2 separate regions of the Sus scrofa genome follow, and region 1 is linked to region 2. A link is a contact called in public Hi-C data. All regions are on one chromosome and are shown on one strand. Each heading gives the region's core, a stretch centred on a gene start, on an enhancer-like site or on the middle of the called end of the contact. The rest is flanking DNA. Distances are from core to core; before and after follow the strand shown.

Region 1 (6,978 bases), core at 2,396-4,895, 92 kb after region 2:
GATCCTTAACCCACTGAGAAGGCCAGGGATCGAACTGGCATCCTCATGGATACGAGTCAGATTCGCTTCTGCTGCACCACAATGGGAACTCCGAGACATTCTTTGAAATAATGCTGAGTGGGGGTGCTGAGAGGAAAAGCAGAGCAAGGTGGGGAAAGAGAGGGGGACAGAAGGTGGCTGGGGACGGTCTCACCAAGGGGCTGACTCTTAGGAGATCAGAATCAAGTGAAAGAGTGAATCACGTGGCTGTCTCAAGGAAGAGCATTCCAGGCAGAGGGAAGAGCAGGAATCCTGAGCAATGAACGTGCTGGGCAGTCCAAGGCAGAGCGAGGCAGCAGTTCACGGAAAGGCTGGAACAACGAGGGTCACCCACGGCAATGCTTTTACGGCCTCAGATGACGTCATGCCTCTGCCAACGCCCTGCAGGACCTCGCACGGCCTTGCGAGGCCCCGCATGATCTTTCCTCCTGACCCTCCTCCGGCACAAGCTGCCTCTGCCCCAGCCACACTCCCTCCTGTCTGCGGTTCACACCTGCCTCAGGCTTTACCCTAACTCTGGAGCCCAGGAGCACCTGCAGGGCTGATTAAAACGTGGATGAGGGAGTTCCTGTTGTGGCTCTGCAGGTTAAGAGCCTGACTAGTATCCATGAGGATGCGGGCTCCATCCCTGACCTTGATCAGTAAGTAGGTTAAGGACCTGACGTTGCCGCAAGCCGTGGTACAGGTCTTGGACACAGCTCAGATCTGGGGTTGCTGTGGCTGTGGAGTAGGCCAGCAGCTGTAACTCGGATTCGACCCCTAGCCTGGAAACGTCCATAAGCCTCAGGTGCAGCCCTGAAAAGCCAAAAAAAAAAAAAAAAAACTGAGCCCCAGCCCAGTTTCTGATTGGGTCTGGGGTGGGGCCTGGTACCACAGTTTCAGCAGTACTGCACTCCAGTTGTCCCGCCGCTAGGACCAGTTTGCCCCAGACGCCGCTTGGCCACTGCCCTCCCCTCCTTTAAGTCTTTTCTCAAACCTTATGGTCTCAGTGAGGCCCCCGACCCCTCTGTGCAATACTGCAAGCTGCCCCTGCACCCCAATCGCCTCCCTACCCTATTTTCCCTTTTTTTCCATAGTCCCTACCACTTTCTAACAAGCGGATCATGCTTTTATGTAGTTTAGTCTCAACCGTATGTCCCCAGGGACCTAAGAAGAGGGGTTCCACCCAGACCCCATGAATCCCTGAGAACCCCGTGGATCCTCCAGGGATTTGCTAACTCGTCAAATTTCTACGCAATAGCGTGTGATCCTGAGGTTTGCAGTGTAACCTAAAACTATAAACCAGGCTGTCTTTTAACCAGCAAAACAGGTTTATTCAGGAGCAGCAAAGAACTGCCATTTGGGACATCTGACTGTGGCCAACCCCATGCAAGGGCAGGTGAAGCAAAGGAGAGGAAACCCTTTAGAGAGGAGAAGGGGAGTGGGGAGGGCTCCTTAGAAACAAAAAGTCCATTGGCAGAAACTGGGACCTCGAATGACAGTGACTTTTCATTGGCTGACCTGTGACCACCTCATTGGCTGAGCTATTGCCAAGCCAGGAGAAAAATCTTTCTTCTGCTGCTCTAAAGTCCTATCACTTCCTGCTGGAGATGCAAGTCGGTGGTGTGTCTTCCTGCTGGGATCCGTATTCATGCCCTAAGTGGTACCTTCACGAGCAACTCCTCCTTCTGGCCTCCTGATTCCATTTTAGCGACATCCCTTTATTAATTTTTCAGTCAGTAACTTTCATTAGCTTCTCAAGACTCAGTGGATCCCCAAAGCTTAAAAACCACTAGCAGATCAATACCTGGCATAGAATAGGCGCCCAAACAAATATTTATGGACTAAATTAAAGACCTTTTAAAACATTTCTCACACACACACACACTTAAAAAAAAAAAAAAAAGGAAAATCTTCTAGTGGCACAACGGCTCCCAAATCTTCAGACCATACAAATTTATGATTCCAAATACCCTCCCAGAATCTGAGTCAGGAGGCTGGATGGAGCCAGAGATTCAGGATTTTTCAAAGCCTCCTCTTCCTCTGTACCACCACCCTCCCCTTGCTGAGTCTGAGGTGCAGCCATGTTTAGGAATTTCCATTTGACACTTTTATTAAAGACAGACTCCGGGGGAGTCAATTCCCATGTGTGTAGCTTTTACACTTTGCCAAAAATGTGACTGCATCCATGGTCACTTGTGACCTTCTCACAAGCTCTCAGGTGACTACAATCTCCCTTTTACTGAGTAGAAAGCTGAGGCCCTGGGGAAAAAAGTGACACCCTGCCCCCCAACACCCAACGGTCATACTGCTGCGGGTGGTAGAGACACGATTAGAACTTGAGCCTCTGGCTTCTCATGCTACGGTTCTCCTGTCTGCACCAGCTGGATAAACCCAAGTTCCAGGAAATCCCAAGGACGCTACCAGCAGCGGGGAGCCAGAGAAGGGAGGGGCGGAGTGGCAAACAGGAGAAGGGCAAGGTTCCAGAAGGTTGTCTCTTGGCCACCAGGAGAGACTCCAGCTGCTCTAAGGACACGGCTAACTCTGGCTGCGTATGACCCTAGGACAGTCAGTTTCCGTGCCTCGGTCTTCTGATCTGCACAATGGGATTGATAATCCATGCACTGCCCCCAGTAAGGTGTGCGTAGAATGTATAGCATTCTAAACATCCACCTTCTAACTATTGCTATCACGGGAAGGGCAACATCCCCCACTCAGAAGGTCCCTAGGGACAGAACTAAATCCAGCTTTTCATTCATTTGAGGAACATTTTTGAGCACCTACTGCACGCCAGGCACTGTGCTGGGCACCGTGCACACACCACCTCCTTTAACTCTCACAGCAACCCAGTGAGTTTGGTACTGTCGTTGCCCCATTTTACGGATGAAGAAACGAGTGCAGGGGAATGAGGTGCAATTCATTTGATCGTCTGTTGATTCACCCAACTTTTACTGAAAACCTGCCCTGAGCTATAGGCTCTGGGCCAAGGGCTGAGGACACAAGGATGAACAAGTCCTTCAGCAGGCATGCCCATAAATTACTTTAATAACGACTCAGTACGTGCTTTCACAGACAAGGGCGCAGGAGCCGAGGGAGGGTAACTGGGACTCCTGGGATTATGGAGTCGGGCAGCCGACTGTCCGGGGAACTCTGCGCCGCAAAGGTGTCCTTGCCCTGTGTAGAGGCGGCAATCAAAAGGCCTGGGTTCGAGTCTCCCTTCTGTCCAGGCTTTACTTTGTATTCCCAGGAAACGCCTTCTGCCTCTCCAGCTTTCTTCATCTGGAAAATTGAGAGGGTTGAGAGGTTGGGCTTGTGATCCTGCAGTTCAGGGGGCCTAGTAACTCCTCTACCCCTCGCACTCCATCTTCTGGTCTGTTCAAGTTTGGCCCCATCTAGCCCTGAGACTGAGCCTAGGGCAGCCAGACCAAGCCTTTTGCAAAGTGCCAAACACCAGGCTTCGGGACAGACCTCAAAGCCCCAGGGGGCGGGCCTAAGGTCCAAAGGGCGGAGCTGGGACAGGAACCCGGCCGAGACCTCCAGGAGGCGCGGCGCGGCGGGCCCGCCCATCGTCTCACCCAGCCAATGAGCGCTCGGGGGCGGGGCACCCCGCCTCTGGGTATAAGGCTGCGCGGAGGTCGCGGGCGCGTCGCTGAGCTCTCGCTGCCGGACCTGGTGGCTGAGCAGGGTCGTTCTCGCCTTGAGCTGGGGCGCACGGGAGCTCTGAGTTCGTGCGTCCTGGGCTGCGCAGAAGCACAGGTCGGGTTCGGATTTCCTTTGCCCAGCTAGGGTGCAGAGAGGGCACGGCGCCCGGATCCCTCGGCGCAGAGGAACCGCTGGTCCGGGCCGGGGGACGCCCGCGCTGACCCCTGGTCCGCAGCCGCCAGCAGCCGGCCGGCCGTCATGGCAGACCACCTGCTGCTCGCCGAGGGCTACCGCCTGGTGCCCAGGCCACCGCCTCCCGCGCCGGCCCAAGGCCCTCACGTGCTCCGGACGCTGCAGCCGTACTCGGGCCCCGGCCTGGACAGCGGGTTGCGGCCGCGGGGGACTCCGCTGGGCCCGCCGCCGCCGCCCCCACCCGGGGCTCTGACGTACGGGGCCTTGGGCCGCCGCCGCCAACCTTCCAGTCCTTTCCGGCTGTGCCGCCGCCGCCGGCCGCCAGCGGCGCGCACCTGCAGCCCGTGGCGACGCTGTACCCAAGTCGCGCGACCGCGCCCCCCGGCGCCCCGGGAGGCCCCCGGGCCCACAGCCGGCGCCCGGAGCCCCAGCTCCGCCACCGCCGCCACCCGCGCACGCTCTGGGCTGCATGGACGCCGAACTCATCGACGAGGAGGCGCTGACGTCGCTGGAGCTGGAGCTCGGGCTGCACCGCGTGCGCGAGCTGCCCGAGCTCTTCCTGGGCCAGAGCGAGTTCGACTGCTTCTCGGACTTGGGTTCGGCGCCGCCCGCTGGCTCGGTGAGCTGCTAAGCGACGCCTGCCCGGCGTGGCCGAGAGAAGGGGGCCGGCCCCGCCGGACTCGGCACCCAGCGCCGGGGCCCCGGCACGCACCTTCCGTGAGGGTGAGGCAGCGGTTCGCGCACCGAGCCGACGCCGGGCCGGGACGCCGGGCCTCACTGCAGGCCCTGCTTGCTGCAGGATGACAGTTTGGGTTCATCTCTCTGACCCGGAGCCACAGGGCTAAAGCGAAGGGGTCTGGACGCCCCTTGCAGCCTCCCAGCTCTTGGATTCTGTATGCTCTCCTCTCGGATCCTCCAACCCAGCTCCCCAATCTGAGCCATTCCAGGCCTCTGCCTGATTCCCCCTCTCCTCGCGCAGCCCACGGTGTTCACTGGGTCCCGGGAGCCGCCCACCCGCCTGGCCCCGCCCTGGCGGCCTGGGTCCTGAGGTCGTTCGTTGGGCCTCCCGCTCTGGGGAGGGGCAGGTTGTGCAGCCCTCACCCCTGCAAGTGGCCTCCAACACCAAATAAAACTGGGTCACTTTCCAGTCTGGCGTGTTCATTTCCTTATCACTCCAGCCCTAGGCTATATTTGGCTCCTAGAGTCCTGAGGCTGTTGGAGACCCTGGGTGGGGTGGAGGCCACATCCCCCGGCAGTGGCCAGGAGAGGAAACTGACGGTTGCTTTTGAAAATGCCTGTGCGTGGTGCAATCGTCCTGTCATAATCTGGAAGGCAGAGGCTGCCGCCACCCCGTAACCCAAGGGTGAAGGCGGGGGCTCCTGGGAGGGGTGGAGGGAGCTTGGGGGTGCGGCCCTCCCTGTTGGCTCTGCAGGCAGGCCGGCCGGGAGCTGGGTATACCCGAAGGCTTGGACAGCCCTGGCTTTGAACCCGGGCTCTCCCCCTTGTTCTGGGCGCCATCCATTCAGGTTTCTGAGGCCATTTCCTCGGAGGGACAGTGGATCCGCGTCTTAGGTGGCCGTGAGGGTCGCATGCCATGGGCGGCGTTTAGCGCAGTGCCAGGCACGCGGGGCCTCCGTAAATAATAGTGGTGGTGATTTCACAGTAATAGTCATCCCTCGAGGAGTCACAGTCCAGGTGGGAGGAGGGGACGACAGGCCTGGAAACCCACTCGTCTTGGGACAAGGAAGAGAGGGATGCGGACTAGAAAACAGGCAGGATGCCTAGCGGGCAAACCCAGAAGAGGAAGCATCTTCAGCTGGCTGGGGGTCCGGCCAGTTCAGGCTTGGGGAGGTGGGGACATTTGATCGGGTGAGCAGGGCCTTCAAGGATGAGTCTCGGTAGGACTTGGAAAAGAAGGTGTGCAAGCAGAGAGCCGGCTCAAGGCAGGGAGGCTGCCAGGCCGGGGCCTGGGCGGTAAAGCATGGGGCCTCTCACAGGGACAACAAAGGTCTCTTGGTTTTCCGGGGACTGAGAAGTAGGCACGGTCCTCGTTCTGCAGGTGAGGCATCTGGACTCTGGTCCAGACCTGGCAGAGTCTGGCCTCAGTCCGGAGCAGCAGCGTATGCTCCTGCCCACCCTCTGCTGTTGCCTCTCTCTGGAAAGATCCCTAAGTGCTTCTGAGGTGCGGGAGAAAGGCAGGAAGAGAGGGCTGGAAGGCAGGGAGGAGAGGCGGAGGACCGGGCTAGGACAGGCAGGGGGGCTGGAGAGGAGAGTGAATTCCAGAGACTTGGTGGAGAGGAGCACAGAGCTGTGACCTGTGCCCTGCGGCTGGCGAAGCTTGGCTTCACCTCCGTGCCAAGCTTGTTGACCTGACTTTCCCTCCAGCCTGTGAGCTCACCCGGGCTCACTGTCAGCTCCAGCTGTGCAGCCACCATGCCAGCAGAGGGCCACAGCCGTGTCTGGAGAATGAATGAAGATCTCCCCGAAGATAAGGAGCATATTCTGGGATGGGATGAGGAAAAAGGGCAGAGACGCTTCTGGGAAGGACTGGCCTGAGTGCTGGGCTCAGAGCAGCCAGGGTTTGCTTCACTTTGCCCAAGATCCCAGGCCAGAGATAAAAACCAAAGGGCTGGGTTGGCACAGGAGGGCCTGACCTTCATCTGGCTTCAGTTTCTCCACCAGTAAAATAGAGCTAATGACCTGCCCTACTATTTCACAAGGCAGTAAGCCTCATAGTAACAGGAGAACAGACCCGGGGATGGGATGAAAGCGGTAGGTTTGTCCTGAGGTGCTCTCCGTATGAAAGGGGTTACGGTGAAAATCCAGGGTTCCATCCCTGGCCTCGCTCACTGGGTCAAGGATCTGGCATTGCCATGAGCTGCGTGCTGCAGCTACAGCTCCGATTCAATCCATAGCCTGGGAACTTCCATATGCCGCAGGTGCAGCCCTTAAAACAAGGAGAAAAAGAAAGAAAGGGTAGAAGAGGGAGCCCGAGCTCCTGGGCTACTTCCCACTCTCCATCCCTCCCAGAGGGGCAGCTGAGCAATTGGACAGCAGACCTATGGGCAGAGAGGAAAAGGCTGGGGCGGCACACACCTTGAGCCCTCACATTCCCGACGCTCTGCG
Region 2 (6,570 bases), core at 3,476-5,975:
TAACCCACGGAGCGAGGCCAGGGATCAGACCTGTGTCCTCACGGATACTAGTCAGATTAGTTTCCGCTGAGCCACAACAGGAACTCCCACAACCCAGAAGTTTTTTAAACGTGTAGCTCTACCCTGATTTCGAGTCATTACCCTCCTAGGTAATTCAGACACAGTCACACATCACACAGAGGACAGATGACCAGTGAGAACAAAGACGTACAGTGCCACGTCCCCAGCCACCTCAGGGCTTCAACTTTTCTCTCCCTTCCAAAGACGTCTGCTTGTATCACCCACACTCTGCGGGCGGGACAGGGTGTCGAGCGCGCACCCCTCCAAATCCAACATGGCCTGAATTCCTGGACCCTACCAAGCGGTCCCTCGGCCTCTGCCTAATCACCTCCACTGAAGGGAACTCGCAAATTCTGGAAGCCACATCCCCGCTCTGGGAGAGCACGTGCTGTTACAAAGACCTTTTTTTATGCTGGGCCAAACCTCTACCTACCCGCCCTACCCCTAAAGACGGGGCCTCAAGAACAAGCATAATCCCGCTTCTCAAATATCTGAAGAAAGCTACCGTGCCATCAGATGTCCCTTTTCAAGAGGAGAGACAACTCTCATTCAACCCCCAAAAGACCACTTCTGCTACTTCTTCTCAAGATTTTTAAAATTGCATTTTTAAAGTATCGTTGGTTTATGATGCTATGCCGATTTCTGCCACCCGGCAAAGTGACCCCGTCACATGTATACATTTCTATTCTTTCTGGGACAGAAACCACTGGATTCTAATCACTCCACTGCCCACCAAGCTCTCTGCCTCCTCCCTGCCCAGGTGAGGAAGGCGTCAGTCTGCTGCCATGCGAAGGACCAGTCTCTGAAGACGGGAAATGGAGTCACGTGATGCAGCGCACACGCAATTTCCAAGGGCTGACATTTTCCCTGCACATATCACAAGACCGGTATTTTTAAAAAAGAAACGAAGAAACGCATCTTGCTTACCATGCTCATAGGGAGAGAATGTTCCCGCATCGATGTTGATGTAGGGGTCAATTTTAATGGAGGTCACGTGTAAACCGCAGGACTTGAGGATCGTGCCCACGCTGCTGGCGATGATCCCTTTCCCGATGCCAGATATCACACCGCCAGTAACCAGAATGTACTTCATTGCACCTGCTGACCTGGGAGAGGGAAATTCCAGATAAGACGTATCTCAGCAAATCCAACCGATCTGGATTCAAAGGCCGGCGCTGCCACTTACCGAGCCAGGAGGCTCGGGTTCCGTCATGCAACTTGGGAAGGTGGATCACTCAATGGCTTTGGTCAAATCTGAGCTGAGAAATAACGTTAATTAAATAATGAAGCTTTTGTTTAAAGCTTTGACAGCTAACAATTTTGAGGGTCAATCTAATTTAAAAAATAACAAACAAAGAAAAACACAGCTCTGTGGCCAGAACACCATGGCCTCATTGCCGCCAAACTCTGCAACACCAGGCGGGTGCGTCCTTTTCCCTACGCGGGAAAAAGATTTCGATCTTAGATAAGCACTCGGATTGCTCATAAAACAGGTAACATCTTTGGCTAAACTGTAACGTATCGCCAAGAAAATACAGCTCCTGTCGTTTATGGAAGACAGAATCAAAGGAAAGGACTTCAACATTTAAAAGGGGTTGCAGTGAAAACCAAGGATCTTTTCGTTAAAGGTAGCTCTCCTCGGTCCTTTAATAACTTGCTGCTTGCCAGCAACCTCGTCCAGGTGTGCCACGCAGACAGCCCGTGGCCTGGAGGAAAGGGACATGAAGAATAACCAGTCCCAAGCACGCCATGGTCGGAGGACTCAGAGGGGAGATTGGGTTAAGTCCTAAGAGCAGGCCAGTGGCGCAGGGAGCGCACGACAGAGACTGGGGGGGAGAGAAAGGGGTCGATGGCCGCGCAACAGCAGCAGAGGCGACGGCTCCCCGGGCAGCCTGTATCCCTGGCCCCGGCTTCGCGGGCCCCGTAAACCCGAATGCGACCAAGATGAGGAACACAAGCCCAAGCAGAAGAGAGTGCGAGAACGCTTGCTTTGGCAGGGCTGGGACCTCTTCCTCCCCTGAAGCCAAAGTAGAGTAAGAATAGGCTGCGACAGGAACGAGGAAAGCGGGCAGTGCTGTCTGCAGCGCCCCCCCCCCCCCAGGGCAGGAAGGACACTTGGCAAGGAGATGAGGTCAACGTCCTCCCCTTCCGACGGCAAGGAAGACCCCCGACCACGTCCTGCCTCTTCTGTCCTCCGCGGCGGCACTTCTAAGAGCTCGCCCCCCGGTTTCCGAGAAACGCACACAGGAGCCCCCAAAAGGGCCTTATGGGCAGATAAACAGAGAAAATGCTGGTTCGGTAGCCACCTGGTTTCTTTGCTGCAAGCGCTCTCAGGGCCTTTCATGAGCTGATGTGCGCAGTGACCTCCCAAAGGGATGCTTCATCTGCAGTTTCCCCAAACGGGTCTGACCCAAGTCCCTAACATGTGGGAGACACGCTGTCCTGTCACCTCACGGCCGAACGTTCCCTACTGACACGTGACTGTGAACTGGGCCACATCTTAGAGAGGTTCTAACCAGGCATATCCCTGAGTCGACACCCTGGTCTCACTGACTGGATTCTGGAAGTTTCTAGAAAGTCCTCCGCCATCTTGACTGGGTGATAGAGCAGGTTACTTCCCGAGAAGACGCGTCTCAACCATTTGCATTTGATTTGCCCTGATTTTACTCTGAGGATGACGGCCTCTCTTTGGGGGGCGCTTGCGGTCCCCCACAGCGCCTGGCAATAAATATTTCAACATGATGGGGGGAGGGGAGTGACGGGACTTGGTCCCCCCTATGTAGGTAAGTGGCATTGTGCCAGGCCCCTCGGGGGCTACAAAAATTACTCAGATTTGGGCCGACTTGTTTTTGGGTTTTTGGTGTGTCTTTTGTCTTTCCAGGGTCGTATGCGTGGCATATGGAGGTTCCCAGGCTAGGGGTCTGCTAGGAGCTACAGCTGCCGGCCTCCACCACAGCCACAGCCACACGGGATCCAAGCCACGTCTGTGACCTACACCACAGCTCATGGACACGCCAGAGCCCTAACCCACTGAGCGAGGCCAGGGATCAAACCCACATCCTCAAGGATACTAGTCGGGTTCCTTAACCACTGAGCCACCAAGGGAACTCCCTAGAGCCTATGGTTTAAGTTGCCATCCAGTTAGAGACAGAACATTTAGAAATACACAAGTGACCCAGTAACCCCAGGCCGCAGAGGGCTTAAATGGTGAGGAGAGAACTTTCAGCAGCAAGACCAGGGTCACCTACCACGGCCCATCAGAGGAAGTACAAGTCGGGAAGGGAGGAGAGGATCCAGGCTCCTCCTGCTGTGTTCACCTGAGACGGCAATGGCCTTGAAGAGAAAGGGGACAGAGGGACAGGAAGGCGACGGCTATCTACAGAACACGAGGGCAGCGCCCAGAAAAGAGACAGAGCGTGAGGAGGGGCGGGGGAAACGGGGGGATAAACTGGAAATTCAGGCAAGGACCAAATCACAAGGCAACCTGAAGCCTCATCTGAACTTTCACCTGAAGGTGATGAGCGATGGGAAGGTTTTCAAGTACAGAAGGGACACAAATCAAGATGCTGCAGAGGAACTCAGCAATGAAACACCAGCAAAGACGTTAAACGCTGAGATCGAATTCCAGCTCCACCACTTGTGGATGAAACCTGTCAAAACCACGGGAGGCGTCTGATGCCCCAGTCCTTACAGCTGTTAAATGGCAGTGAGACTCTCCGCATCGCCTGGGTCACAGGACTGCTGAGGATTCAAAATTACAATGAGTGCGGACGTAAGTGCGCCACGCACACGTAGTGAACTTCTTAAAATGCCGCATCCTCATCCTGGGCGGCCAGTGGGTAAGGGGGCCAGCGGGGTGGGGGGGCCGAAGCCGAGCCTTCCCAGCACAAGGAGGCCGTCGGGCTCCGAGGCCCCTTCCGCCCGCGGCAGCCCGGGCGCGCCGGAGGGGGCCGCAGCCAGGCCGCCGAGCCCATCCCCCACCGCAGCGGGCCCGTCTCGGACCTTGATCCCCTTCCAGCGAGGCTAGGGCCGTGCCCTGAGGCCGGAGGGGCGAGGGCCGGAGCAGTTGCAAGGAGCTGCAGCCGCCGGCGTGCTCGGGGAGGGCTGGGCAGTAGGGGCTCCTGCGCCTCTCCGGCCCTCTCCGTCTCACGAGCCACCCCCGGCCCTCTGATCAGGCAAGCCAGGCCGCGCTGACATGGGCGCTACCGGTCCCAGCGGCCCTTCCCGCCGCCCCACGCCCCCTGCGGCCGGTCTCCCTGGCGGAGCCCGGCCACGCGGCCCCGCGCGCGGGAGCCGGCTCCTAGCCGGCCTGGCCGCCCGCCCCACTCCCGCTAGGCACGCAGCCCATTGGGCAGGCCGGCGGGCCACCTCACCCCTGATTGGTGGGAGCGACGTCTGTCACCGGCGCTGGGGCCGTCCTGCTCCCAGCTCGGCTCCCGCCGCGGGTACCGGCACGGGAGAACAGCTCCCCGGGCTCCCCGGAGTCAGCCTACCTGCGGCCGGCCTTAACCCGGGCCGTCGGCTAAGGCGCTGAGCGGGCCGCGCTGGCGCTGAGCCCCCGGCAGCCAATGCACCAACCCGGCCGCATGCGCCGGGCAGTCTTTCACGGAGGCGGGCTCTAGGCGGTGCGCACGCAGAGATGGGAGGCGGGGCAGGGCGCGGGCCCTCCCTGGGGCGGGGCCTGGGCGAGCCGGGCTCACGGTCCCTGGTGCGCAGGCGCGGGGCGAGTGCGCTTTCCCGTGCGCGGGGCCTGCGGCTGGAGATTGTCCAGTGGTCTCTGCAGACGCCCAGCAGAGGCAGGAGGTTCGAGACTAGGCCGGTTATGGTGCGTCTGCCTTTCTCACGACCAGTGGTGCGGCCTTCCTCTTTTGAGGGGGAGGCTGTTTTGACCCCCCCCCCCCCCGGCACATCCATCACCTGGCTCCAGCCCCCACTCCCCAGCAGCCTTCTGGAGGCGGCGAGATCCATCACGCCTTAGCCCGGAACCGTCCGACCTTGAGCAAGGCGGCGAGACCCAGCCCATCTCTACGCGGCCCGCTCTGAACCGAGGGGCGCTGGCCATGTCACCCCGCCCCCGCCCCCGCCTCTGTAACTGGAAAGGCCCAGAGGAGGGCTGGGCGCAGACTCCTTCCGCAGCTGAAGGGAGGAAGAGCAAGTGAGGCAGAAACAAAAGCCGGTCTGAAGGCCCTGAGGCCCAGAAGAGCCTCCCAGTTGAGCTGGGGAAGAGCTTAAGAGAAGATCAGGCTGGAGAGGGCAGCGGCCCTACCACGCCCAGCATTTTAAACTGAGGATTTTCTTTCCCCTGAGGGCAGTGGAGAGCCTTAGAAACTTAGAGGGGAGGTTTGGTTTTGCATACTGAATACAGGCCCATGCTTATTTTTTTTTTCTCCAAACACTTTACAACAGTATCTTGAAAAGTAAGTCTCCCATCTGTGTATCCCAGTGTTCTGCTTTCTGTCTTTCTTTTTAAATTTTACTTACTTTTTGGAGTTCCCGTCGTGGCTCAGCGGAAGCGAATCCAGCTAGTATCCATGAGGATCTGGGTTTGATCCCTGGCCTCACTCAGTTAAGGATCCAGCGTTGCCATGGCTGTGGTGTAGGCCAGCAGCTGTAGCTCTGATTGGACCCCCAGCCTGGGAACTTGCACATGCCGTGGGTGCGGCCCTAAAAACCAAAAAATAAATAAAATAAATTTTACTTAAATATTGATATTCCCTTATGTTATATTTGAGTATTGTTGATTTACAGTGTTGTGTTAGTCTCAGGGGTACAGCAAAGTGATTCTGTTATTTTCAGTAATAACCTACATGGGAAAAGAATTTGAAAGAGAATAAATACCCGTTTTCTTCCTTGGAAGCAGTTTGTCTCAAGTTCTTGTACACCTTTGTTGAAGGATTTGAAGAAAAGACGTGTGTGATGTGATTTGTATTCAGGAAAATGACTCAAGCAAATGCATTCCAGCAAACCAGTTAGGAGGCTTCTGCAACGGCCCCGAAGAGTCTTCTGGCTTCTTCCATGTCTGAGTCACCACTGCTCCTGCTCTGCCAAGCTGCACTCGGCTCCAACTCCAAAACATGCTTGGGATGTTTCACAGCCACACGGCTTTCAAGAAGCATTTGGTGTTTATCCAAGTGCCTGGGACGTGATAGACCCTGAGAACATACTTGCCAAAGTAACAGCAGTGCTGTAGACGGTACAAAAAGAGACACATATCCGGCCACTCTCCTGAATGCCCACTATACCCTCTGCTCTCCTCCGCAAGCTTCTGCTTTCTCTCAGTTGACCGTCCTGCTTGCTGTTTCACTGAGCAAAGAGAAGCCATCAAGAGACCTTCCTTGAGAAGGTCACTGGTGGCATGGCCTAGTGGTTAAGGACACAGCATTGCCGTGTCATTGCCGTGGCTCTGGTTACTGCTATGGTGCAGGTTTGCTCCCTGGCCCAGGAACTTCCATGTGCAGCAAAAAAAAAAAAGAGAAAGCACTTCCTTGAGCTCCTACCACCCTATCCATC

What was found. A called contact is a pair of places that touch in the nucleus more often than the background predicts.
Region 1: a contact with region 2 is called in a Hi-C map of liver, with 5 times the contacts expected there. The contact joins the promoter of CITED4 here to the promoter of CTPS1 in region 2. A contact is called at or near these places in 4 of 47 Hi-C or Micro-C datasets (epiblast stem cells, liver, skeletal muscle and 1 more).

Annotation. Positions count from the first base shown.
Region 1 is chr6:170,321,142-170,328,119 of Sscrofa11.1, forward strand. It overlaps CITED4 (cbp/p300-interacting transactivator 4), which reads left to right and starts at 3,646. Exons shown (of 3, transcript XM_003128106.4): 1 at 3,646-4,122; 2 at 4,125-4,245; 3 at 4,248-4,999. The coding sequence starts at 3,919. The coding sequence ends at 4,483.
Region 2 is chr6:170,228,380-170,234,949 of Sscrofa11.1, forward strand. It overlaps CTPS1 (CTP synthase 1), which reads right to left and starts at 4,726. Exons shown (of 19, transcript XM_005656199.3): 1 at 4,554-4,726; 2 at 988-1,166. The coding sequence starts at 1,153.